Linked DNA regions of Mus musculus: all the other regions are linked to region 3. The links are chromatin contacts, called in public HiChIP or PLAC-seq and promoter capture Hi-C maps. All regions are on one chromosome and are shown on one strand. The core of a region is the stretch at or near the end of the contact, and the rest is flanking DNA. Distances in the headings are between cores, read along the strand shown.

Region 1 (6,713 bases), core at 3,069-5,568, 130 kb after region 3:
TGAAAAGAAGTCAGAATTATACTGCGACACACGATAAGCATATATAATGGGCTAGAGAGTTGGCTCAGTGCTTAAGAGTACTGTTGTTGCAAAGGAGGGCTCGGTTCCCAGCACCCACATAGAGGCTCACCACCTCCTCCGGCACCAAGCATGAGTGTGGCACACGCACATACATGGAGGCAAAACACTCATACACATAAAATAGCAAAATAAATTTTTAAAAAGTATATATAATTCAAATTCAAGCACATATGAATAACTATTCTAGAATACAATCAACACCCCTCACTCCTTTCCACGTTGACTCCAGCTGCTTGTCACCAGCACACCAGAGTGCAGCGGCTGAGACAGAGACCACAGACCCAATAAGGAGTACGTATTGTCTCTACAGGGAACACCTGCTGACCTCTGCCATCTGTAGGTTCCATAAAGTCTTCAAAAGTTACATGCCAGACCAAGGTACACTGTGTACTTCCCTGGGCCGCCTTGATATTTGGGAGTAAGTAAGGCTGAGGAGGAGACTGACAGTTGTCAGAGTCCTCCACACTTCCACAAGGGTTTAGGGGTAACTGCTGTCCAGCAGTACATTAAGACTTGGTTATACATTAAAATGTAAAGTGTATGAAAATTTTATAGTAGCTATTAGGGTGATTTCTATAAAACAAACAAAAGGAAACACGTTGTCGTGTGCAGACAAGCACGTGACACAGCTGGAGGACCCTTGTCTCTGCTTCCGGGAATATAAAATGGACAGCATGGGGAGAGAATCATGGCAATTTGTTAAAGAAAAACTAACAAACACACACAGAATTATCACATGGGTGCATCCCCCAAAGAACTGAGAGCAGGTCTCCAGAAGAGACCTGTTCACTGCAGTGTTATTCATGCTAGCCTGAGGCAGAGCCAAGTGAAGGAGTCTATGGGCGAGGAATGGTGGATAAAAAGTGAGTGGACCTTGAGAATACTGTTACGCAGAGTGAAATCAGCTGGACTCAAAAGGATACTGTTTGATCCCATTTTTATGAGGTCTCTAGAGAAGTCAAATCCCAGGAATAATCCTGACATAATAGACAATCATGGCTATAGGGGCAAGGATGGAAGAGAAAATATAGCAGTATTTTCAGCTTCAGTTGGGGAGGATAAAAATTTCTGGAGACGGGCAATGACAACAACATAAATTGTATGCTTTCAAATGGTTGATATTAAGTTACACACACACACACACACACACGCACGCACGCACGCACGCACGCACGCACGCACGCACGCACGCACGCACGCACACACACACGGTGGTTTGAAGAGGAGTGGCCACTACAGGTTCGTTTATGTGGATGCTTGGTCTTTAGGGAGTGGCACTACTTGACAGGAATTAGGAGGTGTGGCTTTGTTGGAGGAAGTATGTCACTTGGAGATGGGCTTTGGGGTTTCAAATGCTCAAATCAGGCTCAGTGTGCATGCATGTGTGCGTGCATGTCTTCCTACAGCTTACTAATCTAGATGTAGAATTCTAAACTTACCTTCAGCACCCTGTCTGCCTACATCCCACCATGTGTCCCAGCATGAGAACCATGCACTAAACCCCTGAAGCTATAAAACCAGCCCCATACAGTATGAGTCTATTACATGACACATGAAGAATAAGAAAATCCAGAGCCTCTTGGTTGCCAGGGGCTGGAAAGAAACAGAATTCCTATTTGGTGATGAATGTTCTGGAACTTAATAGTGACAATTGCCACAATACATTGTGACTATACTTAATGCCATAAACTATGGTGTACTTGAGAGTCAAGGTATGCTGGAGCATAACTTTAATCCCAACGTTCAGGAAGCAGATCTTTGTGAGTTCAAGGCCAGCTCCAGGCCAGCTAGAGCTACATAGTGAGGCTTTTCCTCAAATAAGTAAATAGATAAACTAATGAAGAGAATCACATTAGGGTTGGAGAAATGGCTCACTCACTGGTTAAGAAAAAACTTGCTGCTCTTCCAGGGGGCCCAGTTCAAGTCTCCGAACCAACATATTGGCTTCCAACTGTAGTTCACTCCAGGAGATTAGATGCTCTATTCTGGTTTCTGCAAGCACCAGACATGCAAGAGGTGCACAGATATGTATGCAGAAAAATAATATACACATTTTTTTTAAACTAATAAAAGTGATCCAGCAGTTAAGAGCACTTGCTGCTCTTGCAGAGGACCCAGGTTGTGTTCCCAGGACCCACATGTACTTCACACCCATCCTTAACTCCAGCTCCAGTAGTCAACCACTACTGAGCTCCACAGGACACAGGCAAAACACACACGTAAAATAAAATCAATCTTAAAAAGAAAATAAATCCCTCATAATTAAAACTTTAAAAATGAACAAGAGATTATATTACTAAAATTGATTGTTTTACATGGTTCCAATTTTAAAAGCATTTTAGAATAAACTACTCTATCAGCCAAAGTGGTGTGCATGTTTGTAATTCTAGCACTCAGGAAGCTGAGACAGAAAGATCATGAGTTCTAGGCCTGTCTAAACTATGCAGCAAGACCCTATCTCAAAACACTGAATAGACATGTAGCTTAGTGATAGTGCTCTTTCTTAGCATGTGAGGCCTGGGCCCAAGTCCCCAGAACTATCAGCTCGTGTGCTATTACCCAGCTAATGAGGATACACATCGATGAGAATAAGGACTTGTCTTATTCTGTATTATTTGGCCCTGGCTGTACTAGAATTCTCTGTGCAGATCAGGCTGGCCTTGAACTCACAGATTCTGCCTCTGCCTCTCTGCCTCCCTGCCTCTGCCTCTTGAGTGTTGGGATTAAAGGTGTGTACCACCACCCAGTGAAGCTGAGGTTTTTACCGGTATTATTTTAGCTCCATAACACTTAAGTATAATAATAAGCTACACATTAAAACTTGATTTTGGCCAGTGGATGTCAGACTATCTTTATAATCGTAATAGTGAACACACTGACACCTTCCCAAGCTTTCTTGGGTCTCTATAATTCAGCCTGCTTTTATTTTTACCCATCGTCAGCAACAATTAATATGTCCTTTTTACTACTTTAGTTTTGCATCTCGTATAGTTATATATAATTTTATAAAAAGCATATAAAGCAAATTATGCAGAAAATACTTGTAGGGTTACTCATTTAGTCTTTCAGTGTCAATATTTTGATATCTACCTACATTGCTGGATCAGTGAACCCTTTCCCTTTTGTTATTATTTATTTGCAGTGCTGGGGTCACACCCGAAGCCTTGCACACAGACAAGTGCTCTGCCACTCAGCTCTCTCCATCCTAGGCCATTTCCCTGGTTCATATGTTGAAATTCTCTTTTTTTTTCCATGTAGTATTTTCAGTGATCCTCTGGGACTCACATTATGCAACCCATCACACTCACTTCCCAGTCTTTCCATGACCACCTTGCCCTTGTTATTCCCCCCCATCAAAATAAACAGATAGACAGATGGATAGATAGATTAAAATAATAAGTAAAAATCAAAGGGAAAAAGCCCAGTTTGTATTGTCTATATATTCACTAGAGCATGGTCAAACTCTCACTGGTGGGTGTGGCACCATACCTAGCCCATAATGTGTTAATTCACATAACACTCTTGTTTTGGTTATTTAAAAAAAAAAATATACACACACACACACACACACACACACACACACACACATATATATATATAATCTGCTTAGCTATGACTTGATACAAACTTAGAAAAATGTTGTATACTATCATACTAAATGAATCCCATCCTGAAGTCATACAAGATTACTACACTTCCTGACATGCATACAAGACAAGGAACACTTCCGCCTGGGGGGGGGGGGGGGGAGAGCCACTCCTTCCAGCAGCTAGGCAGAGCTTCACTTCCAGTTTCAGCCACTTGCCTTCACAGCCTACAAAGTGGAGACTCTTTGCTCAGAACAGCATAAAAAGACTCCATCTTCTAGCCAGGTGGTGGTGGCACACACCTTTAATGTCAGCACTCAGGAGGCACAGGCAGGAGATCTCTCTGAGTTTGAGGCCAGCCTGGTCTACAGAGTGAGTTCCAGGACAGCCAGGATGACACAGAGAAACCCTGTCTCAAAACAAACAACCAAACAACCAAAACCAAACTGAATATCTAAACCAAACTGTATCCAAGCAGAAAACAGCTAAAGAACCTCTCTGCCCCAGGGGCATGAGGTCCTCACCCGGAAGCTTATCTCAGCATCACTCATTTTCAATAGTTAAAAATCAAATGGGTAGTCTAGCACTTTAAACAGGGAGGGACAACCCAGTTAAGAATTTAGCTGTGAAGAACTCTATGGTCATGCAAACAAAACTGATGTAGTGAATCTTCAACTTGACAGAATCTTGGCAGTAAAATCAGTGTTAAGAGCAAACATCCTAATCCCATCTAAGACTGGGAGCACAAGCTTTGAATCTAGTTGCAGTCAATGAAAAGCTGTGGTTACAGTGGAACTGAGGCAAAGGTGGGGTCACTAGCCATGAGGAAGCACCCTAACCAACCACAGAAGGAGCACAGAAGCAAGGATCCTGTAAATAATTCCTCTGGGAAAAGCAAAACAAGCTCCCTTTGTCAGACGAGGTGTAAATAATTCCCTCTTCCCGGCTAACTCTCAGGGGTGGGGGGAATTAACCCTTCAGGAGCACAAGAGAAAGTGGACGGTGCCACAGGAAGTCTCACATGGTTTCTGTTTGGGCTAAGGGCTAGCCTTCCTTGGGAGCACAGGGCTGCCCTGTGTCCCAGCACATACATACTGCTGCACCTGCTTGTCCGGCTCAGGCCACGCAAGAGATTTACCTGGTCTGTATTAACAGCCAAGAGCAAAGCACAACTTGGTGACCCATGCATGCATGCATGCCAAGTAAGAGCAGGTGACACTGCTGCAAGGGCCAAATTTTCATAACCGAAGGGTGTCACTCTGGCCAGGACCTAAATACACTTCCACATCACACAACACCACCAATGTTCACTTCGAGTGGTATCATGAGATGCCATGAAAATTAACATCTTATACGATTTCAATAGCATCTCTAACTCGTAAATTTGTTTCCTTTTAAATCATCCTTGAACACAAGAAGTTTCTATTTCTGTGCACTCTTAGTTAACATAATAAAAATAACTCAAACTAGTGAGCAAAGACTGTTCAATAGATCATGCAACAAATGGTGCTGAGGGAACTGGATATCCGCATACAAAAGAATAAGGCCAGACACTTACCTTCAACAATATTCAATAATTCACTCAGAGTGCCAAAAAGCCACACTTAAAACCTCAAACTCTGGAAAGCACACTGTAGGAAACACTACATTTGGCACTGACTTCTTAAGACATGACACTAAACACACATATAAAAGGAAGAACCAATTGAATTTAATCAAAAATTGTAAACCTTTGTGCAAAAGAGTAAAGTATTAAGAGAGTAAAGGACTGGGCTGGAGAGATGGCTCATGTTTAGGAGAGCCTGCTGGTCTTCCAGAGTACTCAGGGTTCAATTCCTAGCACCCACATGCTGGCTCACAACATCTGTAACTCCAGTTTCAGGATACCGAATGCTCTCGTCTGACCACCAAGGGCACCAGGCATGGTGCACAGACATGCATGCAGGAAAACACTCATACACATAAAAATTTTTAAAGCCAATTTTTAAAAAACTGAAAGTAAAAAGAAAATCCCCAGAATGGGAGAGTATATTTGCAAGTTATATATTTGATAAAGAAATACTATCCTGACAGATTATGTAAGAAGCATGATTCAACAATGCAAAAGGGAAAAAAGAAAGGTCTAAACAGACATTTCTCCAAAGAAGAAAGACAGATTGCAATAGACACATAAAAATGCACTGTTAGCCATTATATTAGATAGGGCTTTATTTCTGTGCAGAGACACCATGACCAAGGCAACTCTTATAAAAGACAGCATTTATCTGAGGCTGGCTTACATGTTCAGAGGTTCAGTCCATGGCAGCACAGAGATGAGATAACTGAGAGTTCTACATCTAAATCCTTAGCTAGCAAGGAGACTGAATTCCATACCGGCTAGAGATTGAGCATAGGAGATCTCAAAGCCTGCCCCCACAGTGACAAACTCCCTCCCATAAGCCCACACCTACTCCAGTAAGGCCACATCTCTCAATAGTGCCAAGCATTCAAACACAGAAGTCTATGGGAGACATACCTATTCAAACCACCACAGTTTAACTAATGAAAACCACAATCAGACATCAATTTACATCTAAGAGGATAACTACATTAAAACAAACAGAGTTGCTATTGGGTGGCTCAGAGGGTAAAGGTACTTGCTGCCTGTGTCCAATCCCTAAGATCCACATAGTGAAAATAGAGAAGTAACTTCCACAAGTTGTCCTCTGACCTCCCTCCATACATGCAGCATACATCCCCCTCCCACATTCCCCATTTTAAAAAACATTAAAACAAAACAAACAAAACAGAAAACAAACCCACTATGATATGAAGGCTGCAGCAGGAAGGCTTGTCTTTTCTATAAGCATCCTTCTAAGGGCCACCTGCCTAACTGACAGCTATCAGAGCTCTCCCTGGCACCCAGGCTGCCATCCATCAGCTGCAGGACTATCCTCACATAGGTCTGGCTGTGAATACTGCACTGAGGTATCAGATGAAGTTCCTCAGCTGCCACTGCTGCTTGCTACCCGAGAGTAGTAACTGCAGCTCCAGAAAGCAGGGGGC
Region 2 (7,028 bases), core at 169-2,668, 190 kb after region 3:
CAAAAAAACCCTAAAACCAGTTCAATACTTATGAGGTGGAAGATGGATCAACAGCTGAAAACCAGCCCCAGCTACAAAATACATTTGATACTAGCTTGGGCTAAATGAAATCCTATCTCAAAAAACAACCAAACCAAACAACAACAACAACAACAATAAAAAACTTAGAAAATGAATAATCTCATATAGCTTTGTACTCTAACACTTTAAATAGTTTGTAGTTGTGGGGTACAATTCTTGATCTTTTTTCTTTTTGTTGACTTAGGGTTTCTCTATGTAGCCTTGGCTGTCCCTGGAACTTGTTATCTAGACCAGGTTAGCCTTTAACTCAGAGATCTGCCTGCACCTGCCTCCTGAGTGTGGAATCAAAGGTATATGCCTCCACTCCTGGCTTCCAGAAGATTTTCAAATAAATTACTTTATGGGTTTTCTTTTTTTGATGTGTCTAGCTATGTAGCCCAAACAGGCTTTCAACCCGCCATCTTCTGGCATTAGTTTCCTGAGTGCTAGGATTACAGGCATGTGCCTTCGTCCCTTCTAAAGATTTCTCTATGACACTTACCCACGGACAACCCTGGCACAAACTCCATAGCTTTTGTGTAAGTTACAACTGGGGAGTGTATCCAGGGCTTTTTCACTTCCCTGCTGCTACAGCGACGAAGCTGAACGGGAGCAGCTGAGGTGGAACCACCCATGCCTTAAAGCCTAGAAGGCTGTAGCATGCACATTTTCAGTGCACCACCCGACTGTGCGCTGGACTGCAGCGTGACCAAACCACCTTACAGCTTAAATAAAACAAACTCTCTCACTCACCCACCCACCCACCCACCAAACACCATGGTGTGCCCTGAACTTGACTGTCTGTCTGCTTTGTTCTAAGTCTAGGAAGCATGGCATGGGAAAGAACAGAATCAGAAACACTACTCTCTTTCTTTTTTGGGGGGTGGGGTGGGTGGGTGGGGTTTCAAGACAGGGTTTCTCTGTGTAGCCCTGGCTGTCCTGGAACTCACTTTGTAAACCAGGCTGGTCTTGAACTCAGAAATCCGCCTGCCTCTGCCTCCCAAGTGCTGGGATTAAAGGCGGTTGCCACCACGCCCGGCTACTACTCTCTTTCAAACAGGTAAGACAAACACTTGAGGCAGACTATCTGTGAAACTAATCTTGAATTTACTCTTTAGCTTAGACTGGCCTTGAACTCACGTATAAAGTTCCACTCTAGAAAAAAAAAACCCTTTTAAAAAAACACTTGGGTCAAACACTTGGCCGCAGTGGTCACGCACAGCCATCCAGCTCCTCACCCAGGAGAATAAAGAAAGCCTGCTGTGCAAGGCAGAGCATCTCCATTTCCCACCCCACCAGAAAACCTCACTATCTCTGCTTTCACCATCTCAGTGACTCCTCAGAGCTGATAAATAATCCTGGCTTCCTAACAGCCTGCTCTGCACAGGGAAAACTGCTCACTAGGCCACAGTGCACATGAATGAATCCTAGTAAGTGGTCCATGCAGCTACAGATCTAGGGGAAATTACAGCCTACTTTGTGCTTTGAGCTTGCTTCTGATCACTCTGGCCAGGCAGAGGGATGGATTCGGGAGCAGCCCAGGGCGTCCCCAGACAATGTGGACTACAGTCCCAGCATGAGCCCTATCTGGTACCCTCCTTTTTTACAGTAAGGAGAGGTCATCAAGAAAGTCATGCTGCTTTCCTTTGTAAGCTCTGACACGAAGCAAACTGCCTAGGAAGGCGGATACTTAGGCTATAAAAAATAATCTGTATGACACAAAACATCCAGTTAAAAGTTATTTATTCAAAAATATTTTCTACTAATTTTTTCTTTTCTTTTCTTTTCTTTTCTTTCTTTCTTTTTTTTTTTGAGACAGGGTCTCTCTGGCTATCCTGGTGCTCCATCTGTAGTCCAGGTTGGCCTTGAACTCAAGAGATCCTCCTGCCTCTGCCTCTGAAGATCTGGGATTAAAGGTGTGCACCACCATGTCCAGCATTTTCTACTAATTTCTGATTCTGTATCAAATTAAGACAGGAAATGCTGTTACCCAGAGTAACTGCTCAGACCCCTATACAGAATTCAATCATCTCACTATCTACACAGTGACAAATTCAAGTCATTTACTTCACAAAAGATTCATCATTGGTATATAGTACTTCATGACAAAAATATTTTATAAAGCTTATCTTTACATTTCTGTTAGGAGTTAGCTAATATAAAATGATATTTATTGGCTTTAAAAAAACATCCCAACAATGATTTAATTTCTTTTCTTAAAAAAAAAAAATGTAAGGACGTACTTGTTTGAAGTCTCTTTACTGCCCTTCCATTAAGAACCACCTGAGGGCTGGGGTGGAGTTAGTGGTAGAGCTCACGACACAGGAGCAAGGCCCTGAATGCCGACCCTAGCACCTGAAATGTGGGGCATTTTCAGTGGCTAAAATATGTTGGAGATGTAACACACATTTCCTACAGGTTCTCACATTCAAACTAACACGGAGAACAGAGGCAGTGAAAGAAGGCTTTTGGAGGTCAGGTGTGGTGTTGAATACCTTAAAGCCCAGCAATCAGAAAACTGAGGCAGGTAGACCTCTGTGAGCTCCAGGCCAGGAGGGGCTACCTAGAGAGAACCTGTCTCAAAAAAGAAAAAAAGGCTTTGGAAGCACATATATTCAAGGGAAACCCTTCAGTATTCTCAGCACTAAATCCATCAGGAGAAGCAGCTTCTCTTACTCCTTTTTCCTCAGGAACTAGGGATAGACCCAGGGCTGTTGTGCCAGCTAGGCACGCAGATGCTCAGCCAGCCCTAGCTCTGGTCCTCTTGATGGTTTAAGAAGTCAGTCTTTTCTCAACAGTTTCCTGGTAAGCAATAAACCGTCTCAAATTCATCTTCACATTGTCGAGAACACACAGCTGGTCTGGACTGTACTTGCCCCTCCCTTCTTTCCGTATCTGGTGAGAGAAATTCAGAGAGAAGGAGAACATTATCACCTAACTTGTTATCCACTAGTCATTCACTTACTATTAAACAAGACATTTCAAAGAATATAGTCAAAGTTTTACTCCAGATTAAATAGAATATCGAACATGAAGAAGAGGAAAATGAGAATGTGGCCATTTTTTTCTTTTCCATTGTCAGTGAGGCAGGATCCCTCAATCAAACCCAGAGCTTGCTGATTTGGCTAGTCTCACTAGCCAGCTTGTTCTTGTTCTCTACCTTCTTTTTTTTTTTTTTTTTTTTTTTTTTTCCGAGACAGGGTTTCTCTGTGTAGCCCTGGCTGTCCTGGAACTCACTCTGTAGACCAGGCTGTCCTGGAACTCAGAAATCCGCCTGCCTCTGCCTCCCAAGTGCTGGGATTAAAGGCGTGTGCCACCACTGCCCAGCTGTCCCTACCTTCTGAAGCTGAGATTCCTAGCATTTTGGTGGTAAATTTACAATCTTAACTCCTGCTTTTCACACTTGCATGGTAAATCTAACCACTGAACTACCTCTCCAACTTGTATACACACATTAGAATTATGGTTACAAGCTAATTGCACACGTTTGACCCCAATATTCTGGAAGCAGTGATTGAGGCAGATGAATCTTTGTGAGTTTGATGCCAGCCTGATCTACATGGTGAGTTCCAGGACAGCCAGGGTTGCATACAGAGACCCTATTTCAAAAAAAAAGAAAGAAAGAAAGAAAGAAGGAAAAAGACCAAAGGAGGGAAAAGTTACAGAAATAAGAACCATGGATAAAAAGATCAAAGTTTATGGAAATCAAATCATAACTCACCCCTAGTCTTTTTTTAAAAAGATATTTTTATTTATCTTTAATTAAACTGATTTAATTTTATTTGCATGAACACTTTCCTTATATGTACATATGCATACCACATGAATGCCTGGTGTCCAAGGAGGTCTGAATAGGACAATGGATCCCCTGGGACTGAAGTTAAGATGGTTGTGAGCCATCACGTGGATACTGAGAGTTGAAGCAGGACCTTTGCAAAAGGTCTAACATCTCCAGGCCCTTTCTTTTATGTGTATGGATGTTTTGCTCACACGCATGTCTGGGCACTACATACCCACACTAACCAAAAAGGTCAGAAGAGGGTGCCAGATCCCCTGGAACTGGAGTTGTAAGTAGCCATGTGAGAGCTGAGAATTGAGCCCAAGTCCTTTGAAAGAGGAGACGGTGCTCTTAACCGTTGAGCCATCTCTCCAGCCCAAGCACCAATTCTTAAGATTTCCTACAGAATGGGCTGGTGGGGCCCCTACTGGTACCTCTACTAAGTTTCTGATCTAGGGCTAGTGAAATGGCTCAGAGGTTAAGAGCACTGGCTGCTCTTCCAGAGGTCCTGAGTTCAAATCCCAGCAATCACATGGTGGCTCATCCACCCATAGAGGGAACTGATGCCCTCTTCAGGTGGGCGGATGTACATGCAGCAGAGCACTCATACAGTAAATAAATAAACAAATAAGGTGTGCACAACTAAGAATATTAAAAAACAAAACAAAACAAAAACCAACTAGGTTTCTGACTTAGAGGCCAGGAGCTGGGGGCTAAGAATCCACATTCTGCCATACTATAATAAATGAGATTAACTCAGAATTAAAAAAAATAGAAAACGAGAAGAGTCCACATTCTGAACAAGACACCAGGTGATGCTGGGGGAGGGGAGGGTAGGGGAGGGGACACTCTTGAGAAGTGTGGCTTTAGACAAATTCTCCAGTCCAACTTGAAGCTTCTAATGCCTCCTTTTTACAGAAATGTAAATGTATCTCCATTTTACACAAATGGGCTTTGTTTTAAAACTGTAGGTCATGTATGGTTACTTGCCAAGCTATAAGGTCCTGGATTCCATTTCCAGGAATATAAACCAAAACCAAGATAAAAGTCTCAAATCCCATGCTGTAGACTGGCCTCTGGCTACTAAGAGAGGCCACTATGGCTCTCTACCATAGACAAACTCCAGCAGCGAAGCATCCCACTGCAGCAATGCATGCTCAACAGGAAACCAGCCCCATCAACGCCTCCAGTGGTTCAGGTTGCTTTCCCAGCTCAGAGTTCTCATAAAGCTTTCAAAGCACCGCCTTCTTCCGAGTTTTGCTCTTTCTCTACTGTTCGGTGCTCAGGATTAAAGCCCGGGTCTTACAAATGCTAGACACATACTCTACTATGAGCCATATTTCCAACCCTCATTCATTTTATCTTCTGAGATAGGATCTTATTGTGTTCACCTCCATGCTCTGGGATTAGAGGCTGGCACCACCACATCCGTCTGCAAGTTTGATCACTCTGCCTAATCTGCTTTGCTGGCAGCTGTGGAGGAATGGGGTAAGCTTCGTTCTCCTTATCTCAAAGGCTCCTTCTGCAGAAATCTAAGGCTTTTATGAACAATGCAGACACTGCACACTGGTATAAAAATAGGTCTTAGATAGTATTAAGCAAAAACAAAAAGAAAATTTGGTAATGTTATGCTACTTTTTTTGGATAAGAAAGGAAGAAATCCTAGGTATATTTGTCTCTGCTTAAAGCAACATAACTCAATGGGGCTGTAGAGATGGCTCAGAGATTAAAGCACACCGGTTTCTCTTCCAGAGATCCTGGGTTTGATTCAGCACTGACCTGGTAGCTCAGAGCCACCTGTACCTGCAGTGCTGAGGAATTGACGCCATCTCTGGCTTTCATGGGCACTCACAGACACTGTACGGACATATGTACAGGCAAAAATGTCCATATAAAAAGAAATATATCTCAAAGGGAAACAATTCTTTTTTATTTTGGGGGTGCTAGGGATGTAGCTCTGGGGTAGAGTACTTACCTTGTATATGTGACTCCTAAAAGGAAGGATGGACAGACAGATGGATAGAAGAAAGGAAAATAAAACAAACAAACAAACAAACAGACAGACAGACAGACAACCCTCTAAAATGGAAAGATTCAAGTTTGTTCCTAAACTTCCTAGGCATTGGCATAACTCAGGGGCAGAGCACATGCACAGCACAACTGTGTTCAATTCCCAGCACCAAAAAATAAAGAAAGAAAAGCAAAGCTCTCAGCTGCTCTTATTGAGCCAATACAACAGTTGCTATGTTCTCCAGGACAGAGCATCCCGAAGATGTCTTCTTTTCCCAAGTTAAAAATACCCACAACAAAGCTAACATACAAAGCACATTATAGCATATAAAGAAGTTTAAAAGTGTACAAAAATGCTTTCAAAGCACTTCTACATAACACAGCTCTGGTAACATCATGAAGAACTTGTCAAGGTGCCACTCCATTCAATTACTGAAGTCCAGGGCCATTCTGAAGAACCACGACGGCCAACAAGCACTTCACTGGGTGCTATGGATGGAGGTGCTGGGCTAACCACCGAATTAAACAGGAATTATCCTCACACCCTCCGAGCTGTTTGGCCCTTCTTTCCAGAGCTGCTGAGACCTGGGCATTTATGTGATTTTTTTTTTCTTCGAGGTTTTTTCGAGACAGGGTTTCTCTGTGAGCCCTGGCTGTCCTGGAACTCACTCTGTAGACCAGGCTGGCCTCGAACTCAGAAATCCACCTGCCTCTGCCTCCCGAGTGCTGGGATTAAAGGAGTGTGCCACCACTGCCTGATGACCTGGGTATTTATAGAGAAAGCAATACAAACCTTCATTTTGAAGACTGGTTGGAATTCTTTCAAAGCCGCTAACAATTTAATTTGAACTGAAGCCTTTTCAGCTGCTTCGCCATCTGCAAAAACATCGAAGAGGGCATCCAGAGCCTCGCCTGTTACCACAAGGGAAGGGTCTTTGGTGGCGACTTCCAGCAGAAAGCACCCAATGGTCTACAAAAAGCAAACAGAGGATAATGACGGTGGGTCTCCATAATGATGGATGACAAATGTGCCAACAGCTCCCGTAGTCTACTTCATACAAAGACACCAGGGAAGAAGGAAAGCCTTGAAAGGTCCAAAGATGTTACACACAGCTACGAATGTGCCAAGCACAATATGATCAAGGTGAGCTAAATATGCTATGGTTTATATTACCAAATC
Region 3 (7,464 bases), core at 1,483-3,982:
CCTCCTCTGCCTCCTCTTCTTCCTCTTCCTCCTCCCCCACATTTCCCTCCTCTTCCACTTCCTCCTCCTCCTCTTGGTTTATCGAGACAGGGCAACAGCCCTGACTGGCCTGGAACTCTTTGTAAGCCAAGCTGGTCTCAAACTCGCAAAGATCCTCTGCCTCTGCCTCTGCCTCTGCCTCTGCCTCTGCCTCTGCCTCTGCCTCTGCCTCTGCCTCTGCCTCTGCCTCTGCCTCTGCCTCTGCCTCTGCCTCTGCCTCTGCCTCTGCCTCTGCCTCTGCCTCTGCCTCTGCCTCTGCCTCTGCCTCTGCCTCTGCCTCTGCCTCTGCCTCTGCCTTCCCCTGCCCCTGCCTCCCAAGTACTGGATTAAACATGAGAGCCTTATGCCCAGCTCAAATTCAGTTTCCTATCACTTGCAAATGGCAGGGTCCTAAAATATCATCCTATCATCTCAACACTGGAATTCAAGGCTAAGCTACAGGTCTAGGGGTAGCTCGGCACTACCTAAAATGTGGCGGTAAAGGGACTCTGGCCAGCTCGAGTGTGGCAAGCATGGCTCTAACAGGCCCTGTCCTTCTCCCCATTCCCTCTACCTTGCTCAAAACCATTAGATTAAATATATAAAGCTAGCCACCAAGGTCTATTCCCTTGTTTGGCTAATTCCTCCTCCTGAGATTGCCTACCAAGGTCCAGCTATCAAAGTATTGAAGTCCAGCCATCAAAAGCCCCCTTTGGCTCACCTAATTAACATGCACAATCAAAATTAAACACCTCATCTTAACACACAGTTTTCTCCTTTTACCTAAGAGCACTGTCTGTCTCCTTTGTATCCAGAGGCAGTCCTTTGTCAAGGGCAAATACCCCTTACTCCTCTCCCTTGTTCCTGTCCCCTTCTCCGTGTCCTCTATCTCCTGTCTTTGTCTCTCAGTCCCTGACCTTTGTACCTCTAAAGCAAGTAAATCTTTGTGCTGAGAATTTGGCCTTGGAGTGTCTTGAGCTGACTTCGAGGTTCCCTACAGGGGTTTACACACCTAGCATACCACACACAAAGATAAACAACAAACCTTCCAGGAAAAAGCCATCCAAGAGTCCAACTTGTTGTTGGTTTTTGTTGTTGTTGTTGTTTTAATTTATGTGTGTGCGTGTGGCTGCATGGATCTATGTGCACTAAATGAACACAGGTGCCTAAAGAGCCAGGAGACACCCTGAAATTGGAATTACAGGTGCTGTGAGCTGGTGGATGGGGGTAAGTACTGGGAACCGAACCCAGGTCTTCTGGAAGAGCAGCAAGTGTTCTTAACTCCTGCATCTTCTCTCCACTCTCAAGTCCACTTCTGAGTACAGTAGAAAGGATCGGTTAGATTCTTTCTTGAGGAAAAAATGAGATTTTTATAAAATGTATAGGCCACTAGAAGGCTAAAAGTGCAGTAAAGACACTTTGCACTGTGTGTACTAACTAATGAAAAGGATTGTGACTCCAGTTCAAGCCTGGATTTGAATACTGATTCTACATCTGACCCCTATCTTATTTCTTTGGGCATCCATTTCCTCCTCTATAAAATGGGAATATGAATATTACCTGCTCTTGCTATTTTGTAAAGTTGTCTCACACACACACACACAGAGAGAGAGAGAGAGAGCGTGCACTTTATTTCCCTAGACATCTCTGCACATGCAACAGTGAGCTCTATTTTTAGATAGCATGTTACTATGTAGCCCTGGCTAGTCTGGGATTCAGTCCTCCTGCCTCAACCTGAGGGCCGGGATAGGCCAGCACAGCCATGCATGCATGCACCATCACACCCAGCACAAGCAGATCTTAACGTGGCCCATCTGGGTAAGTGCCAGTAGACAAAATTGTCAGTGAGCCACTGCCCAGAAGGGCTGGGCATCCAGAGATAAGAGAACAGGAACGGCACTGATGGGGGTGAGAAGCAGACAAAACAGCAGGCAGCCTGTGCCTCCCTGGGGAGCCAATAGCTGCAACCCCACCACCTTTTCGGAGGCAAGTTCTAGCTAATTTCTAGACCCTTAGCTTCCTTTTCTTTCCAGTTACTTTAGCATATAAATTGTTTTTTAAACCACAAAGAAAAGCATAAAAGTAAAAGAATCCACCCCTATACCGTCCTGGTCACCTGAAATAAAGTAAGCAGTACTGTTTCCAGCCTTTGAATCCAGACCACACCTTCACTTCCGGTCTCACTTTTGAACAACACTGCTGCACACTTGGTGCGTTTCATTTAGTTAACATCTTGGAGGCTTTATTCTATCATGAACAAGCCTTTGTTTTTGTTTTGTTTTGGTTTTTTTCTGTATGCATTTATTTATTTGTGCAAGAATATATATAAATGTAAACATTAGAGGACAACTTTCAGGAGTCGATTCTCTCCTTCATGTGGAACCTGGAGAGCGAACGGAGATCGTTAGGCTTGGCAGGACCCATATTCTTGGGTCTGCCCGATCCTGTACAGATGGAGTTCAATAATATTGCTAAAGACAAGAAACAAAAGCCAAGGAAAGTTAAAAGGATTCAGGAAAGCAGGGAAGAGCGTCGGGGATGGAAAAAGAAAGTCAAGACAGGCCCCGCCTCTGAGCCCGCCCCCCAGCCGCAGCCCCGCCCTCCACCACAGGCTGCAGCGCCGCCTCCGGCCGCCAGGGGCCGCCACGCGCCGCAGACCGCATCCCGTCCGCTCGGCGGCCTCTCTTTCCCGCTGGTTTGCCGGCCTCTCGCCCTCTCGCCACTGGTGTCGCGCTTCGGTCGCGTCCCGCGCGTGGTTTTTTTTTTTTCTCGTGAGGGACCTCGCGCCGCCGGGCGCGTGCCGTCCCCCTGCCTCGCGGCGCGGGCTCTCGCGGGCCCCGCTCCCGCCCTCCGCTCGCCTGGCCCGGACCGGAAGCGGCGCCGCACGGCCTGGGCCTGGCGCGGGGGGCGGGCTCTGGGGCCCGGTCGGACATGGGCAAGAAGCACAAGAAGCACAAGTCGGACCGCCACTTCTACGAGGGTGAGGAGCGGCTGGCCTGCCTGCGGAGCCGCGCCGTCCCCTGCCCGCAAGGCCCCGACCCGCGGAGATCGCCCCCGGCGGGGCGGCGTTCGACTCGGGCCTGCCGGTCCCGGCGGGGGTTCGTGGGGCGCTGGGAGGTGGGGCGCCCGCCCTCGGCCGGCCCCGGCTCAGCCCCGCGTCCTGCTCTTGTTTCAGAGTACGTGGAGAAGCCCCTGAAGCTGGTCCTCAAAGTCGGGGGGAGCGAGGTCACCGAGCTCTCCACGGGCAGCTCCGGGCACGACTCCAGCCTCTTCGAAGACAGAAGCGACCATGACAAACACAAGGACAGAAAACGGAAAAAGAGGAAGAAAGGCGAGAAGCAGGCTCCGGGGGAAGAGAAGGGGAGAAAACGGAGAAGAGTCAAGGTAAAGGGGGCTTTGTTGCTTATGGCCCCGGGCTCCAGTTCCCAGCCTCCTTAGCCTGTTCCAGTGCGACACCCAGACGTCTGGGAAGTCTGGCTTTGTGGAGGAGTGAGACAGACCAGAAGCCTGGGTCACCTGGGCGCTCAGCAAGTCTTGTCCCAAGTGTCCTCTCGAGCACCCGTGCTGTCCCCACACATCCTGTAAGCAGCCGAGTCCTGGTCTTCCGTGACTCCTTCAAAGGCTGTTTTTTTTATAATTGTCTTGGAAGGGTGAGAAGTCACTCACCGGAAAGCCTGGGAGGTTTGTCAAACGTAGCTGTTCTTCAGAAGTGAAGGCGATCTACAGGTGTCCCAAGTGTTCTCCTGAAATAAGTTATTTTAATGACAAATGGAGCTGGCGCGGCGTGATGGCACGTGCCTGTGATCTCAGCGCGCAGGAGACTGCGGCCAACCTGTGCTGCTTAATACAAAATAAGCAACCGTTTTCATTAACTAGAAAAGAGTAAGTAGCTAATGTCTTGATTTGCCAGGTAGGTTGAATAGTGCGGGTTAACTTTCTTCTCAAAGGTGAGTCCACCCATATCTGGAATTGCCCTAGAATTCTGCCCTTCCAAAATGTTAGCTGCCTGCCCTCAAGTGCTTACTAAAATGCGTTAGTACTTTTTGAAAGTCATCCTTTCTGAGGCTTAGTTTTAGAGTTTTTCTTTGCTTTATACAGTCATTGATGAGTGGCCAAGCCTTAGAGATTGTCTCTTTAAAATGTCTTAAATTATTGGGGGGGGGGGGAGGAATGTTTTAAATTTATTCTTTTTTGCCCAGAATTTTATGACCTTTAGCTTGACTATGGCAATAGTCACAGTCTTGGGTCAGGCTGGCTTATATTTTCATTTCCTAAATTACAAAAGCACACAGGCATGAGTCTTTGTTTTAACTGAGAGTTTTGAAAGTGAACATGTAAATTGTTTTACCTATGAGTTCGACAAGGCTTGTCTTGATTATATTCGTGGGTATTTGGGCATCAGGTATGCAGCTGGCCTAGAACTCAGTGTATGTCCGTCATTCTGGTTTTCCTTTTGCTGGGATTATGCATGTGGGCCACCATCGCTGGCTGAGAAGCCTAAGAAAAACTTTGAACAGGTAGATTTTGGTATGCTTTTCATATTTAAAAATCCTTGCCCTTGGGTAGACTTCTCATACAGATACAGAGTTTGAGTCAGAACAGAAATTTAAATTGAAAGATATTTTCTCTCAGAATTTTAAAATTTAGGACATGGGGTTAAGTGCATGTAGGTACTTGTGGAGCCCAGAAGGGGGTGTCAAATTCCTTAGAGCTGGAGTTACAGGCAGCTGTAAGCTGTCCAATGTAGGCACCAATTCAGCAGACTTTATGTCTTTTCTGGCTGCTGGTCAGCGCCCTGATTTAGCCTGTGACCAGCATTTGCTTTCTTGGAACTTTGGGATTGCCTCTCTCCTGCATCGTCACTTTACAGTAGATGCTGTGCTTTCAACTCAGGTGTTTAGTGACTGGAGTACCTCTCTGATCACTTTCTTCCCTCTAATGTTTTTATTCTCTGTCTTAGTTTTTTGTGTTGTTTAGGAGAGAACTCAACTTTATCTTCTGAGCTCAAGAATGTACATCTTAAAAGTTTCCAGGTCACGTGGGTGTTGCTTTGGTGGTCACTGCTTGGCAGTCTGTTCTCAGGCTCTACTTTGTACCTTTAGGTCAGTAACTCTGGGGTTCCTGACCAGCCAGCCACCTGGTCCCCAGCCTGTGGTCTCAACCCCTTTTGGGGTAGAGTGACCCTTTCACAGAGGTCACCTAGCAGTAACAGCAAAGTTACAGTTACGAAGTAGCAACAAAATAATTTCAGTGGCTGGGGTCAGCACAGTATGAGGAACTGTGCTGGGGTCACTGGAAGGTTGAGAAGCACAGGTCTAGAAAGCATCAGTGTCTTATTACTCCACATTTTTATAGCAACTTGTTCATACATTTAAATTTTGCCCATTAGAGAGACTTATCTTTCAAATCTTTATTTTATTTTTTAATGTGGATGGGTGTTTTGCTGTGTGTACATCCGTATGCCACTGAATGCCTGGTGCCCATTAGAAGTGAAAAGAAGGCCTTAAATCCTATGGTTCTGGAGTTGTGAGCCACTCTGTGAATCAAACCCAGGTCCTCTAGGAGAGCAGCCAGTCCTCTTAATTGCTGCTGGACCTCTCTAGCCCTGCCCTTTAGTTTTGAAGCTCATCAGTCCTGAGTTTGGGAGCCTGTGCTAGGTTTCACATCCTCTCTGTGATGTCTTTTTCGTCTTTACATGGATTTGTAAACATTTATCTACTGCTGGTCTCCCTTTCATGAGTGTTTGTGTCTCACATTCTTCATCCCAGCATGTAGTTTAGCTTTACTGGTTTCATTGCAGCACCGAGTTTATAAATAAAATTTCAGATTTGGACTGGAGAGCTGTTAAGAGGCACTTGCTCTTCAAAGGGACCTGTGCTCTGTTCCCAGCCCTCATCGCATGCAGCTCACAACCGCCTCTAACTCCAGTTCCAGGATTTCTGATGCCCTCTTCTGGCCTTCAGTGCACTGCATCCATGTGGTGTCCATGCACATACCTAGGCACATACATACATACATACATACATACGTACATACATACATCTTTAAGTCAAATTTATGGGGAAAACTCCTACTCCTGAGTCTCAGAATTCTTTATCTGAAGGTCCCAGGTTTTGCTTTGTACATTTACTTTCCTGGGAGTTTCTGTGTGTGGCCGGTGTCTAGATTTATTGTCTGTCTGTCTGTCCTGCTTGTCTGTCCCTGTGTCCACGCTGTCTCACGGTCACACTATGAAGATGTTTAGTGCTGTTAAGGTTTACTGTCATTTATAGCTTTGGCTTCCTTGCTTGTTTCTGTGACTGTGGCACTGGAGATCAGGCCTTTGCCATCCTTTCTGCTGTTGGGCAAATGCTTTTCCATTCTCCTTGTCTCACTGTGACCTTCTTCAAAACTGTTGTGTTTTTAGTCATTCACTCCTCAGGAAAAAGGGAATAATTGGTTTTTCAGATTTTGTGGAGAACGGCTTTACAGTTCTGAGTGGTGTTACTTGGAATTTGATGGCTGTGGAGAGAACTAACAAGTATATCTCCTTGTTCAGGTTTTCTGCTATTTATTGGCTCACTAATATTTTATGATTTTCCCTAGAAGGGACTCTTTTAGGTTTGCTTGAAGAATATTGTGTTTGTGAATAGTATTATTTTTCTAATCAGTTATTTCTGTCATAAGGAAATACGCTTATTTTCCTTGATGAACATGTTCACTTTATCCAGTAGATGGCAGCAAAATACATTACGTTTTCTTAATTTAGAATTTATTCTTTTCAGTGATTATTTTTCTCCTTTGAAACTAAAATGATATGTATTTAAAAATGTTGATTATGAAATATTTCTAAGTTGCTTCCCTTTGTTCTATTTAGGAGGATAAAAAGAAGCGGGATCGAGACCGTGCAGAGAATGAGGTGGACAGAGATCTCCAGTGTCATGTCCCTATAAGATTAGACTTACCTCCTGAGAAGCCTCTTACAAGCTCGTTAGCCAAACAAGAAGGTTGGGATTACTCCGAGCTGTCTGTCTGAGTGAGGAGGAGGAGGGGGAGAAAGGGCCTGAGCATTAGCTTGACTCACAACTTAAAGACTTGTAATGAGTTTATTATAAGTTCTCTTATTTCTCCTGCTGCATGAGAGCTCTTAAGTTAGCTTTGGTGTTGAGTTGGTATTCTCAGCCTTCAACACTTGTGTGATAAATTGAATTCCTGAGTGAAGTATTTAGTAAGAATAGATGAGTTATATAAATGGAAAACTGAAGTGCTAGATTATGCCCTTTTTTTGACACATGTTTCCTGTTTGCTTTAGAAGTAGAACAGACACCCCTTCAGGAAGCTTTGAATCAGCTCATGAGACAATTGCAAAGGTAAGGTGGTAATTAGAAGGGGAGCCAAACCACACCTCTGCCTTAGTTATCTAAAGTCAGAGTGTGTAGCCTGGACCCAAACAGACTTGATGTGAAC
Region 4 (7,510 bases), core at 1,565-4,064, 220 kb after region 3:
ACTGGGTGTCCCCATGGCACAGCCACCTGCAGCGCAGCAGCACTGCTTGTAAGGGAGCACTGACCAAGGTCTCATAGCATCAGTGTAAAACGGACAAAAGGCATGGCAGACTGAGAGGAATACAAGAGTCCAGTGTCCTTAGCCAATGAGCTACAGCATGTAACATGAATGTACATGTAACACGTAACAATGAGTCTAACATAGTCTTTGTAAGTTCATAACGTCTGTCCTTGGGCCCATCAGCACAGTATGAACTAGTATAAGAACACCTGCCTTGGATTTGGATACAGATGGGTGGTGCTAAAGCACCTGCCTGGTGGGAGGCACAAAGATCTGAGTTCCATTTCCAGCACCACAAAAAAGAAAGGGAAAAAAGACTTGTCCCATAGGACCACTGTGAAGATTAAATGACAGGCACACAGGAGTGAGCAGTCAGGGAACGGGCTTGAGTTCTAAGGGGGTAAGTGTGCATATCTTTAGAAAGGGCTCTTCTAATCATAAAGGTGGCAGAGACACAAATAATAGAGATTGGTATTACTGGGGCCTTTGTACCGAGTTTCCAGGGGAAAAAATAAAATTGTCACAGGGTATTTAAAGGGACACATAAGACGACACCAAAGTATTGAAAAATAAAAAACAAACAGACAAAAAACCTCCTAAACCTGTCTCCTAAAAACCACACAGAAGTCATCACTCAGGCTATGTTAAATGCCACATACCTCTCTCAGTAGTGCCACCAGGGGCGTCATGATGTCCTTTGCCACCATGTCATCACAAACGTCAAAACCTCCACAAGCACTGAGGTTTCTACATAAGAAATGTAAACACATTTTACTTTCAAGTCACATCTCACAAAATGCTGCTAAGCCCTGTATGTCTAACCACAGTTAAGGTTTTCCACAGGAAAAAACAAAACAAAACTGTATTTGTTATATGCTAGAGAGCAAGCCTACAGATTTTCAACTGTCCTGGTCCTCAGCACATCAAATAATTCATTGTCTTACACTGTTGTGTTGCTTTCAAGAGGCAACATGACCAGGGCAACCCTTATAAAGGAAGCATTTACTGGAGGCTTGTTTGTAGTCTCAGAGCCTTAGTCCATTGTCATCGTGGAGCATGGTGACATGCATGGCACTGGAGCAGTAGTTGAGAGCTGTATCTTGATCATAGACAAAGATGTTGGGCCTGGTGTGGGCTTTCTGAAACCTCAAATCCCACCCTCAGTGACATACTTCCTCTAACAAACCCACGCGTACTCCAGCAAGGCCACACCTCCTATTCTTTCTCAAATAGGAGAACTCAATACTAAGTGGTCAAATACATAAGCCTATGAGGGACATTCTTATTCAAACCATCATACCCCTAATAGTAGTCTCTGCAATTACTACTAGTTGTATTTATACATATAGTAATTATTTGGTTAATAATAATCAATATATTCTTAACACTAATCTTACTCAATAGACTTAAGATTTGTTTATTTATCTGGTTGGTTGGTTGATTTTTTCAAGACAGGGCTTCTATGTGTAACAGCCCTGGCTGTCCTGGAACTCACTAAGTAGTTCAAGGTGGCCTTGAACTGGCCTCGTCCAGTGGCTGGCACACAGGTGCTCCATCCAATATTTATTAGACTGAAACAATACACACAGGCAAATCTGTAAGAGCACAAATACTAACTTTCTGTCCTCTCTACAGTTCATTAGAGTGGCTTTTGCTTTTTGGCCTTTTTGAGATAGGATTTCTCTGGGTGACCCTGGATGTCCTGGAACTCACTCTGTAGACCAGGCTGGCCTCAAACTCAGAGATCTGCCTGCCTCTGCCTCCCTAGTGCGGGAATTAAAGGTCTGTGCCACCATGCTAGAAGGTCTAAATTTTACTGAAATTCAGCCCAGTCTTTTTGACAGTTTCCAGACACCCTCTCAGTGGAGCGCCTGCAAAGAGATCTTACATGCTGAAATGTCAGCTGTACTTGGAGCCCAGACTGAAAGACTATCCTATCAGGGACTCTATGGTGGGTTTTGAGATGGGGTAAATGTGCATGAGGTTTGATGGTTGGTGAAGCGCCAGGTGGATACAACAAAAAGTGTGTGAGCCCCGGGGTCCTTCGGTGCATGAATTCACATCTCCATCCACTGCAAACCTGAGCTAACTGGCATGTTATTATTCCCCCAGAAGTAGAGAATGCATCGGGCGAGGGTGTCCCAGGTTTGTTTGCTCGCAGGGACACTGCCTCGGGCCCTCTCGGGCTCACCTCAGAGCTCCGGCCGCCGTCTCCCTTACCGCCAGACTCGAGTCCAGCAGCAGCGGCCCGAGCCGGCGCACAGCATCCCGACGGGCTAAGTCTGGTAGTGCGGGCCGCTGCTGCACTAGCCGGGCCAGTCCCGCGCAGGCGCACTCGCGGACCTCGGCGCTCGGGTGCTGGAGCTGCGGGAACCGAGACGTCAGAGTCGCGTAGTGAGCACGCGCGCTGCAGCACCTCGCTCCCGGGCCCCCGGGCCCCCGGCCGCCCGCCGCCCGAGCCTGGCCATGCCCTCGTCCCACCTTCTCCAGAAGCTCCGCCGCGGGCCCATCGTCCTCCTCGTCCCCAGTCCCGTTCGACGCGGCCGCCGCCTCGGCCTGACAGCTCTCGATAGGGGAGAACTGAGGTCGCTTGAAGCGCTTCGTCCGACTCTTACCCATGGCGACGGAGGCTGCAGTGACAGACCAGAAGAGGACGACTGCAGCAGCCGTCGTTGGGGCCCACCGGGCCCGTGGCGACTTCCAGGCTCGACGTTACTTGGCGTCTCCCCTCAGCGGGTCCAATGTGACGGCCTGAGCACACATGGAAAAGCAGCACGCCTGCGCAGAGGGCGGGAGCAGGGACTGCGCGTGCGTGTAATGTGATGTGGGCGGGGCCATCCCTGACAATGGGTGGAGCCCTGGATGTCCCTGGGAATGTTAACACACCCATCTCATTTCCATCGTACAAACGTAAGGCTTCTACAGAAATTCAACTGTACGAAAGGCAAGTTCAGCCAGCAAGATGGTGGTGGATCTTGACTTTAATCTCAGTACTTTCTTTACCATTCTTAGGAGCCATTCCTCAGCCACCCATAGGTAATAGTTTTAGAAGAAGCCTAGTGACTTTCAGCCAGTCATTTCATTGTGCTAGGGACTGAGACAACATAAAAAAGTTTCTCATAAAATATTTGTCTAATAATTTTTTTTAAAATGTGTGGTATATGTGTAGGCACACGTGCTGCCTCATTCGGGTGGAGATCAGAGGACTCCTCTGAGGAATTGGTTCTTTCCATCAACAACAGTTCCAGGAATCAAACTCTGATTTTTCAGGTTTGCATGGCAAATGCCTTTATTTGCCGAATCATTTCATCCTTTTTTTTTAAAGGTTACTATTTTTTTTCAAACATCTGTTTGAAATATAGCCTTCCTAAAAGAGACTCTTAAGTATATTTTCTAAAAACTTTTGGTGGAGTCCTGTAGTTGTTTATTTATTATATGTAAGTACACTGTAGCTGTGTTCAGATACTCCAGAAGTAGGCATCAGATTTCGTGACGGATGGTTGTGAGCCACCATGTGGTTGCTGGGATTTGAACTCAGGACCTTTGGAAGAGCAGTCGGCACTCTTAACTGCTGAGCCATCTCACCAGCCTGTAGCTGTAAAAGCCACTTCAGAGTTTGACATCATGGCATTCTGCTTCATGCTACCAGCACGTCCTCTATAAACCAGGGAGCCTCCTCTGTCTTCCTGGAGCTCTCCTGAACTAGTCTTAGGCCTGGGCAAAGGATAGCTTAAGTTTAGCGTTCCTTGAACTGATCATTTGGCTATCACCTGGGGCATATTCTCAGATCTACTTAAAATTCCTTCTGTTATAGGTAGGGATGTATTCTGGAAATGGGAGATATTTAAAAATGCCCCACTTATGGGGCCTGGTTTAGTGTCCTCATTCTCCTGCTGTCCCAGCAGACACATCACCATGGGCCCTTCATGTATTTTGTGTGGCAGTTATCTCTGAATTGTCCCTGTCATCAAATGTGTGCAGGAATGAGCCTCAGCAAACGAGTGATTGCCTAGCAAGTGCCAGGCCCTGAGTTCCAGTGCCAGAGTTTCCAAAGTGTGCAAACAGAAAAGCTATCCCTATATGCTGTCCCTGCTAGCCTGGGAGCTCCGTGCAGGAAAGGTGCATTAGACTCTGTATTAGCAGCGTGCAATAAGGCTCTAGAGCATCTGCTCCTTCAACCTGCTACTGCCCTGTCTCACACTGCTCTCCACTGTGATTATGTAGTCATCTGAAAAACTAAGCCAGATTCACCAAGATCATATGAAAAAGGAGATGCTTCTCTATTCACAGACTTTAAAGTTTGTGAAACATCAAAGGAGTGAGAACCATTTTGATTGCTTCAAAAAAGAAACTTACTTCTGAAAGGGAAGTTGCGTTGCGTGTCTTCAGAACAGTCTGGCATTAGCCCGTTGCTCTCACTGTCACTTACCTCCCACTTTGCTGATTATGTAAATGCTGCCAGCTCTGAAAAGTTGCTCTCAAATGGTCTGCTGCCCAGTCCACTCCACACGATTCATTCATCCTCAAGCAAGTCTATCTGCTCGCTCAAGTCAAAGTGCTTACTTGCTATGCCTTAGGGACTGCTCGAGGAGCTAGAAATAATAGCTATAGCCTGGTCCTGGCATCGTGGGTTTTACAGAGCATTGTAGCTCTAGGCTGCCGCTAACAAAGTTACTGTAGATGTGCATGTTTAATACTTATACTGACTGGATGGAGAGGCAGGAAGATCTCTGTGAGTTCAAGGCCAGCCTGGTCTACATAGTGAGCTCTAGGACAGCAGCCAGGGCTACATAATGAGACCCAGTCATGAAAAAACAAAGCAAGCAAACAAACAAACCAAAAGGATAATTATTCTGAGGCTGGAGAGATGGCTCAGCACTGGCTACTCTTGCAGAGCACACAAGCCAACTTTACATGTATATCCAATTATATCTCTTCTAGGGGAGAAGAACCAGGTTCTAATCAAACACTCAAAGGAATTCCAACCCTAAGGGCCTTAAATTTTTCTTTGGCTTTATACTCTTGGAGGAAATTCCCAATTCAAGTCTGTAAGAGCCATGTAACAAATGTAAAAAATGATGTGTTTCTTGAGTAAAAGCCAATCACTATTAGATCATGAATAAGGCATGAGGAAGGCTAATAGTCTACAACTGCCATACCTGCAACTGTTTGGTCTACAAGGCAGAATTACAATAAAATAGGAGCTGGAGATAGCCTAGCGGGTAAGAAGCAGTAAAAGCACTGGCTGTTCTTGTAGAGGTTTGGGGTTCAATTCCTAGTTCCCACATGGTGGCTCACAACCATCTGTAACTCCAATTCCAGGGGAGCTGATGTTCCTTTCCTACTTGCACAGGCCATAGGCACACAACTGGTACACAGATATACATAAAGGAAGAACTCTCATACACATAAAGCTAAAGCTCAAGGAAAATATCTAATTTGGAGTTAGCTTGTATCTGATACTTAGAATATGTTTATTTTTTTATAGTTGCAGACACAATAAACCAAAGAAAATCTCTAACCACTAGTTATATATAAAGTATTTATTTTTATACACATATTTACCTACAAAATTTACAGAAAATGAAACAATGCAAAACACATAGAATACCCTCTTAGAGAGTTCTTAGAAGCAGAGGGTTTTATTGCTGCAATTCAAAGAATGTGATTTTATACCCAGGAAAGTAGAGATGAATACATGTAAGTTAAATGGCAGCTTTGTTAAACGATTTTGTCCTGTTATTCAAATTTAGTTTAATGTTGGATGAAATTTAACATATTGCTCATGAAATAATTTAACTTTCTCAAAATCTTCTAATAAACAGGTAAAAGGCACCTCTAGTACTTTAAGCATTTACAGCAATTCCGACAGTTTTATTTTAAGGGCTACTGTAGTACACGTGGCTGTTGCGCATACACAGTATGCCATCAACACTCTCCAGCAGAGAGAGCTGCAGGCTCTGGTTTGTAGTGTGGTTCTGTGTTACTAGTGATGGACGGGGCCCATCAGCTACACCAGGACGGTATTAGTGTAACACGTCTACCACAGCATAAAATCCAGTCACCTGAAATAAGGACTGTCAAATTCCCAGATAATACATAATTTTTTAACTTGTACATTCAGAAGAGTTTGGGGTGTTTTTAAATTTTTTTTTTTTAAAAAGTAATTTAGTGTTAAATGAAAACAATTTACTGAAAAGTATAATAGTTGCCAGAATCTAGTATCAGGCTTAACAAAAATTGTCAAAACATCTATAAATTTTTCAACATAATGGAGATGAGATTTGCTCAGTCTAAGTGGAATTTGATGTTGTTCCTGCAGTGCAATGGGAAGAGGCATTATGAATGAAAGGCACACGTAATAGCCAGTTTAAGGAGCTGTGGAGATGTCAAGCAGATGGTTCCTCAAATACTGGTGCAGGAGAACAAAGTCCAAACATTTTCCTCTTGGTTTAACATTGGCATTGATTTGCTATTTACAATAGTTTGCAAAAATACATTATAAAAACTGAAGGAGGTTTGGTTTCTAAGTTTAACTTAGTAATACCCACATACTTCATCCGCAGAGTTCTGTGCAGGGGCTGAAGTGCTGAAGTGACACTAATACTGAACACAGGTAATCAAAGGTACTGAGGCGCTGCGAGCTCAGCCAGCATCATCAACATCATCTGGGCCAATATTGCACACTTCTTGTCAGTTGCTGCTAAACCGTCACATGTCCGACTCCAAAAGGAATCCTCTATGGCATTTTGCTGTATCACTCACTTGAGAAAAGACTGGTTTAGGTTCTCTAGCAACAGTGCGGACTGTCATTGAACATGAGGTCTAGGTTTCAAAATTAGCTTTCCTGTCTGTAGAAAAGAAAAGGAAAAAGAAGTCAGTTCACAATTCTATTTAAAATACCACCAGTTATTTTTGAACTTTTAAAGCCATTTTAGGACCATGGTGTATCAGGAAAAGGCACTTGTTGCCAAGGTTGATAACCTGAGTTCAGCCAAAACCAATTATGATAGAAGCAAAGAACTACCTACCCCATACACCATAGCTTTCTCTTTCCCATGGGCACTACGTTGTGCATATGTGCGTGTACACACACACACACACACACACAAAAACATACACACCATCCATCTATCAATAAATAAAAAGGTAAAAACACTTCTTTTAAAAGGGGTATTTGGTGGAGCCAGTGAGATGGCTCAGGCAGCAGAGGATCCTACTCACAAGTCTGACAACCTTTGTTCAATCCCAGGGCCCAAATGTGGAAGGAGACAAATGATTCCTATGATATGTGTCCTCTGATCTCCCCTGCCTATCAGTCGCTAGGATTAACACTACATCACTACACCCAGCATCATCCACACTTGTCCTGATGTCTGTTATGATTGTCAAATGCTTTATGGTAACATTGTCCAGTTAGGCTGCCACTAGCCTTACGTAGGTAAGTACT

What was found. Promoter capture Hi-C pulls out the DNA fragments that hold promoters and counts their contacts. HiChIP or PLAC-seq counts read pairs in DNA pulled down with a chosen protein or histone mark. Capture Hi-C pulls out chosen DNA fragments and counts their contacts.
Region 1: a contact with region 3 is called in an H3K4me3 HiChIP or PLAC-seq map of bone marrow-derived macrophages, with 2.7 times the contacts expected there. The contact joins the enhancer-like site here to the promoter of Brd7 in region 3. A contact is called at or near these places in 5 of 39 promoter capture datasets (the C10 cell line, the HPC-7 cell line, the SN4741 cell line and 2 more), 4 of 115 datasets of contacts at active chromatin or transcription factors (the SCID.adh cell line, bone marrow-derived macrophages, embryonic stem cells and 1 more) and 1 of 9 other capture datasets (liver).
Region 2: a promoter capture Hi-C map of embryonic stem cells shows a contact between it and region 3. The contact joins the enhancer-like site here to the promoter of Brd7 in region 3. A contact is called at or near these places in 15 of 39 promoter capture datasets (the 3T3-L1 cell line, 3T3-L1-derived adipocytes, the C10 cell line and 8 more), 6 of 484 Hi-C or Micro-C datasets (CD4 T cells, the P5424 cell line, cortical neurons and 2 more), 2 of 115 datasets of contacts at active chromatin or transcription factors (both in bone marrow-derived macrophages) and 3 of 9 other capture datasets (adipose tissue, liver and pancreatic islet).
Region 4: a promoter capture Hi-C map of adipose tissue shows a contact between it and region 3. The contact joins the promoter of Heatr3 here to the promoter of Brd7 in region 3. A contact is called at or near these places in 16 of 39 promoter capture datasets (the 3T3-L1 cell line, 3T3-L1-derived adipocytes, the C10 cell line and 11 more), 27 of 484 Hi-C or Micro-C datasets (the AML12 cell line, B cells, CD4 T cells and 19 more), 5 of 115 datasets of contacts at active chromatin or transcription factors (the 230-238 cell line, bone marrow-derived macrophages, effector CD8 T cells and 2 more) and 3 of 9 other capture datasets (adipose tissue, liver and macrophages).

The regions. Positions count from the first base shown.
Region 1 is chr8:88,226,131-88,232,843 of GRCm38.p6, reverse strand. All of the region lies in intron 1 of Tent4b (terminal nucleotidyltransferase 4B), which reads right to left. Among named protein-coding and RNA genes, the nearest start is that of Tent4b, 30 kb to the right of the region's middle. Within about 2 kb of position 4,318, at least 46 of the 459 cell types and tissues checked have an H3K27ac peak or open chromatin away from gene starts, as enhancers often do. A contact at or near this core is called in bone marrow-derived macrophages, hematopoietic stem and progenitor cells and liver, where this site is marked.
Region 2 is chr8:88,166,786-88,173,813 of GRCm38.p6, reverse strand. It overlaps Heatr3 (HEAT repeat containing 3), which reads right to left. Exons shown (of 15, transcript NM_172757.3): 14 at 6,642-6,818; 15 at 1,862-2,955. The coding sequence ends at 2,833. Among named protein-coding and RNA genes, the nearest start is that of Tent4b, 30 kb to the left of the region's middle. Within about 2 kb of position 1,418, at least 5 of the 459 cell types and tissues checked have an H3K27ac peak or open chromatin away from gene starts, as enhancers often do. A contact at or near this core is called in embryonic stem cells, where this site is marked.
Region 3 is chr8:88,357,440-88,364,903 of GRCm38.p6, reverse strand. Brd7 (bromodomain containing 7) reads left to right here and starts at 2,732. Exons shown (of 17, transcript NM_012047.3): 1 at 2,732-2,998; 2 at 3,194-3,402; 3 at 6,875-7,004; 4 at 7,310-7,367. The coding sequence starts at 2,950.
Region 4 is chr8:88,133,189-88,140,698 of GRCm38.p6, reverse strand. Heatr3 (HEAT repeat containing 3) reads right to left here and starts at 2,814. Exons shown (of 15, transcript NM_172757.3): 1 at 2,542-2,814; 2 at 2,252-2,424; 3 at 720-807. The coding sequence starts at 2,679. It overlaps Mir7071 (microRNA 7071), which reads right to left and starts at 2,493; the gene lies at 2,425-2,493. It overlaps Cnep1r1 (CTD nuclear envelope phosphatase 1 regulatory subunit 1), which reads right to left. Exons shown (of 6, transcript NM_029074.3): 6 at 5,502-6,911. The coding sequence ends at 6,870.